Linked DNA regions of Mus musculus: region 1 is linked to region 2. Evidence: chromatin contacts called from public HiChIP or PLAC-seq data. All regions are on one chromosome and are shown on one strand. Each heading gives the region's core, a stretch centred on a gene start, on an enhancer-like site or on the middle of the called end of the contact. The rest is flanking DNA. Distances are from core to core; before and after follow the strand shown. Region 1 holds the start of Smu1 (smu-1 suppressor of mec-8 and unc-52 homolog (C. elegans)). Region 2 holds the start of B4galt1 (UDP-Gal:betaGlcNAc beta 1,4- galactosyltransferase, polypeptide 1).

Region 1 (2,700 bases), core at 112-2,611, 96 kb before region 2:
TCTACTGTCTGCCTCCCGCAATCAAAGCATATATTCATTTAAAGACGATTTATAAAGCTGGGGGTTGGCACACGTCTTTAATTCCAGCACTCCGGAGGCAGAGGCAGGTGAATCTGAGTCTGAGACTCACCTGGTCTACAGAGTGAGTTCCAGGACAGCTACGGCTTCACAGAAAACCTTGTCTCAGAAGCAAAACCCAGGAAAAAAACGACTTACATATAACTGAGTTAAAAATATGTATCTCACCGGGCGTGGTGGTGCACGCCTTTAATCCCAGCACTTGGGAGGCAGAGGCAGGCAGATTTCTGAGTTCGAGGCCAGCCTGGTCTACAAAGTGAGTTCCAGGACAGCCAGAGCTATACAGAGAAACCCTGTCTCGGAAAAAAAAAAAAAAAAAAATATATATATATATATATATATATATATATATATATATATATATATCGCTATGAAGAGGCTCAGGCTGGACTCCAGGCCTTCCTACTTGCCCATTTAATACTGCGATCATAGACGTGCATACTTCACATCCAGCTTCAGTCTTAAAAATACATAGCAGGTTTCAGACTCCGCCGACTTAATTAATAAACCTTGCTTTTCTGCAGATCTTCAGAACATGCGTATCTCTCCCCTCCACTCAGAACACAGCTGTTTGCTAATTTCATAATTTAATTTTACTTTTCAAAAAATAAAAGGCGGTGGGTGGAGTCCTGGGGAGTCCAAGCAAGACTCTTCAGTCACTCACTCCCCGCCCACCTGGCTCCTCGTCGCCGTCCCCGCCTTCACTAAGTCTCATTCTTCTGACTCAATCAATATTCAAATTCTGTGTCCACAAAGAGGTTCTCTCTCTCTGCAAATTGCAAACCAAATCAATACACCACACTGGATCTAATCAGATAGGAGAAGCAGCAGAGTCTTTGGGGTAACTAGTGCTTGGACCAGAAGGAAGAGCTGAGGGACTGGCGGACACCCGGGCAGCGCCGAGGGCGGTGTGGCTAGCAGAGGAAACCACAGTAGTCAGGTCTACTCGGTGTGCCCCAGCACAGCCCGACGCCGGGGCCCAGGGGCTCCAGACGGCCCGCCCCACGGCTGCTCTCTCGCGGGCCCATCTAAAGAGGGAGCCAACCCGGAAAGTGCTTCGAGGCCGCAACCTCCGGCGCGCAGCTCCCCCTCCAACGTCCTCCGACCACCCTCCACTCCACCCCACGCCACGCCGCGAACACGCCACGCCGCGAACACGCCACGGCAGGACTCACTCGGAAGACTCGATTTCGATCGACATAGCGGTAACGCTCCGGGTCCAGGCCCCACTCAGCACACAGCCGGTCGCACAACGCCGCGCGACACTTCCGGCGGCCGCGCTGCGACACTTCCGCTCCGTTAGGGTCTAAAGGGCGAAGGAAGAACACGCCCAGGTGGGCGGGGCGTGAGGGGCGGGGCCTCGCGAAAGCGTGGCAGGACTACGAATGCCCATCGGTTTCGCGAACGTACACACAGGTGGAGTCTTTCTACAGCCTTGGCTGTCCCGCCCTCCTCTGCCTCCCTAATGCTAGGATTAAAAGTGTGCGCTATCGCGCTCAGATCCAGCTAAGAATTAAGTTGGAAAAAGCTGCGGTTACGGAGAAAGAAATGTAACCAAATGCGAAGTTATAACAGATCTGAGACTCCTTTCAATATAGAGTTTAAATCATACCTTACTGGTATGGCATGACAGAGCTGAGGACATAGCTCAGTGATCAGAGTGTTTACCTAGCAAGTCAGACGCCCTGGTTCAATCCCCACTAATAAAAAACCATACATAAATATTGATGAATTTTATAAATAAAGGCTAGGGAAAAGGTGGGATGGACATGCAGCTTATAGCTGGCTTCAAACTAATTATATAGTTGAAGATGCCCCTACTTTCCAAGGGCTAGAATTACAGATGGCATCACAGTGCTTATCTCCAATAAGAGCTATTTTAAAATTCTATTGACAAAGTACATATATATGTATACACTTATATATATATACATATTCATACATATACATATACATATATATACACACACACAACACAGTGGCATGTCTATCTTGTGAAATTACATATTGAGATAGTTTAGGGATTTCTAATGGCTCTTGTCTACCTTCCACACAATTTCTTTACAGTCTCCTTTTTTCCCCCCAGTGCTAGGTATCAAAACCAGAGCCTTTCAATATAGCCGCTCATATGCTGTTTATGTTTTCATTTTTACTTGATTTTTGTTTGTTTGTTTTGTTGTATTGTGTTTGGTTTTTGACACAGGATTTCTCTTTGTAGCCCTGACTGTCCTGGAACTTGTTCTGTAAGCCAGGCTGGCCTTGCTGCCTGCCTCTATTCCTGAGTGCTGGGACTAAAGGAGGGAAATTTTTAAAAAGAGTCGTTTGAAACTAAGTAGAGAAAATGACATATGCTACTGTTACAATGAATGGGATCTTCTAAGGTGCTTGGATTAAAGAGGTGTATCACCATGCCCAGCTCTTTCACGTTTCAAATCACCTATTTCCCATCAACTCTAAAGAACACAGTCTCAGCCAAGCAGTGGTGGCACACCCCTTTAATTCCAGCACGGTGGAGGCAGAGGCTGGAAGCTCTGTGAGTTCAAGGCCAGCCTGGTCTACAAAGTGAGTTTCAGGACAGCCAGAGAAACCCTATCTCAATAATAAGTATAATGACTTCTGAGA
Region 2 (2,700 bases), core at 11-2,510:
GGTTAAGAGGAAGCATCAGGAGGAGGAACTTGGGGTGGGAGACAGAAGGCCCCTTGGTTCAGCACCTACAAACAGGAGGAAATCCCACAATTGTAGCAACTTTCTAAGAGTTCATCCTCATTCTTTAAACTCTTAGTTACAATGTTTCATTTACTTCTTCAAAACAACTCCAAAATACGTGTGGTTTATTATCTCCATTTACCAGAAAGAAACCTTAAAGAGAAAGTTAAGTGGCTTGTTCTAAGGCGGAGTGGAGGGTGGTGGGGAGGGGAGGTGGTTTTCTCACTGTCGGTCTTGTCCTCAGAAGGTTGAAGGTTGCCGGTGTTGCTACTATAGGTAGGGAAGGTTGCAGAGCAGCCTTTTCAGTCTACTCTAAACTGACCCCAACTTCAAACTTCCTGAGTCCTGGGCCAGAACAAGGGTGTCTCCAGGGCCTTGTCTGGTGCTGGGGTAAGAGCCTGGGGGTTTCCCAACAGGGCCCCTGCCTCTTGAGACACCAGCCAACCTCTCTTTGGGTCATCCCAAAGAGGATTAAGCCCTTCTTGGGGATTATGCACTCTGATCAAAACCTGGTGGCTGGCAGTCCTGAAAGAGATCTTAGGATAATATCCCTGGAACCCTACTGAGGAAATCCGAGGAGTCCACGTCCTCAGATCCTGGGTCTTACCGAGCAGCGGGGACTCCTCAGGGCAAGCTGGCAGCGACAACAGTCCAGTGGTGGTGGGCACTGGCAACGAAGACAAGTTGCTCTTCAAGCCGGGGCCAGAAGCTGCACCAGGGCTGGAGTCGAGACCCGGGCGAGGCTTCGGGGAGACGCCTAAAGGAGGCGGCGGCCGCGCACCCCGCGGCCGCTGCTCTCCTGGGGGCTGCTTGCTGGCTGCGGCGCCGTTCGTGCCGCCCTGCAGTGTAGAGGAGACTCCGACCAACTGGGGCAGGCGGCTCAGATCGCGGCCAGAGAGGTAATAGACGAGGGTGACGCCGAGGTGCAGCGCGCAGACGGCCACGAGCAGGCGGCAGGCCCGCTGCAGGGTCGCGCCCGGCATCGCGGCGCTGCCGCCCAGGAACTGCTCACGAAACCTCATCTTCCCGCCGCGGCTTTAAGAGGGGGTGGGCTACGGCTGAGAGGACGGCCCGCCCGCAGGCCGCCCGCCAGGCGCTACCCGACCACAGCGATCGAAGGAGGGGCCGGGGGGAGGGGGCTAGGACCTAGCGCAGCACCGGCCGCCTGCGGCGGAAAGCCGACACCCCTGGCCGCGGGACTTTGGAGAGATCAGCGGGAACCACAAGCGCGGATGAGCAGGGGGCGTGGTCTCGACCTAGGGCGGGGCCTCAACCGGGTTTCGGAAGGCTGTTCGCGGAACCTGGGGGGGCGGAGTCTAAGGGGTGGGGCCGCAAAGCGGGTCTTTTTCGAGAGGGGCGGGGCATGAGGGACAAGGCTCGGAGAGGGGACTGAGGGGCGGAACCTTCAGCCGGGTTTTTCTGGCAGCTAAGGGAGGGCGGAGCTTGGGGGGCAGGCACTAAGGGGCGGGCCCTCGGGAGGTTGGGTTGCAGGGCGTCGCGACACTTGGGGACTAAACGTGGCGCTCCGCCAGCCCCACCGCAGCCTTGGGTTGAGCGGGCATCCCATACCCAGCGGCGCTCAGCTTTTCTTCCTAGCGTTCACCGTGGAGCTTAAGTCTCTCTAAACCAGCTTCTTGTTCAACGAGCTGCTCACCACTTCCTGACGTACCCAGTGACTCGGGTATGGGCCTGGGACAGCAGCTAGTGAGGACAAGAGGACAGGCGGTAGCCTTGGGATAGTGAGAAAATGGAGTGGAGAAAGGTCGTCTAGGAAACCGGCTTCGACGTCCCGCGAGGCCAGCGGACGGATTCTCTGGGGCGTTCCAAAGATCCACTTACCCTAGCTGGGTCCGCCTGCCTGTGAGGGGGCTAAAGTGGAGGAGCTGCTTATTGAGTCCTGCTAGGGAAGTGACCATCTTGCTCTACTCTTACTCCCACATAAGTGTTTGCAGGATTGGGAAACCTCAGGAACCTGCCCAACTTGGTTCTAGGTGCAACATGGCCTCTAGTGCATGCCACATGGAGATGACACATGCTTGTTGGGATGAGACTGGCAGAAAACTGCATTAATTCCTAAGCCTGCGTACAGAACAGCCCGTTGTACACAGCGCTGGAACACAGTCCCCATTTAACAGAATACTGGAATCTAGGCGCGGTCGTGAACACCTGTAATCCCAGACTCTGGTTGCGGAGACAGGAAGAGCCAGAGTTTGGAGCCAGCCCAGACTATGTAGTAAACAAAGATTTCAGTGCCTTGGAGTGAATAAGAATGAATGGCCTGTAAAATCTCACAGCTGATAAGCTGTGGAACTCAGGGCTCCTAAAAACTTTGTCACTGCGCGTTCCTTTACCTAACCTTGTTGATCTGAAAGTGGAAGCTGGAAGATTTAAGCACTTGAAGTCTTGACCCCGAGGCCTCAGACCCATTTATCCTTGAATGTGATGAGAACCTTAAGATGGGGAATGCTAATTCTAGCTACTCCTATGTTTGGAGAGTTTGTTGTTAACCAATATATGCCATGTAATAGGGGTTGTTAACTGTCTCCGATTCATCGATGAGAAAGCAGGCTGAGTGACATTTGGTTGCAATCATAGAAAGTATTTAAAAAAAAAAAAACCACTTGGGAGGCAGGTGCATTT

Evidence for each region. HiChIP or PLAC-seq counts read pairs in DNA pulled down with a chosen protein or histone mark.
Region 1: an H3K4me3 HiChIP or PLAC-seq map of bone marrow-derived macrophages shows a contact between it and region 2, with 5 times the contacts expected there. The contact joins the promoter of Smu1 here to the promoter of B4galt1 in region 2. A contact is called at or near these places in 10 of 39 promoter capture datasets (the C10 cell line, the HPC-7 cell line, cranial neural crest and 7 more), 1 of 15 datasets of contacts at CTCF or cohesin (CD8 T cells), 11 of 484 Hi-C or Micro-C datasets (CD4 T cells, Th1 cells, bone marrow-derived macrophages and 4 more), 18 of 115 datasets of contacts at active chromatin or transcription factors (the 230-238 cell line, CD8 T cells, the HPC-7 cell line and 11 more) and 3 of 9 other capture datasets (adipose tissue, liver and pancreatic islet).

What each region holds. Positions count from the first base shown.
Region 1 is chr4:40,756,524-40,759,223 of GRCm38.p6, forward strand. It overlaps Smu1 (smu-1 suppressor of mec-8 and unc-52 homolog (C. elegans)), which reads right to left and starts at 1,362. Exons shown (of 12, transcript NM_021535.4): 1 at 1,254-1,362. The coding sequence starts at 1,279.
Region 2 is chr4:40,852,724-40,855,423 of GRCm38.p6, forward strand. B4galt1 (UDP-Gal:betaGlcNAc beta 1,4- galactosyltransferase, polypeptide 1) reads right to left here and starts at 1,261. Exons shown (of 6, transcript NM_022305.5): 1 at 668-1,261. The coding sequence starts at 1,082.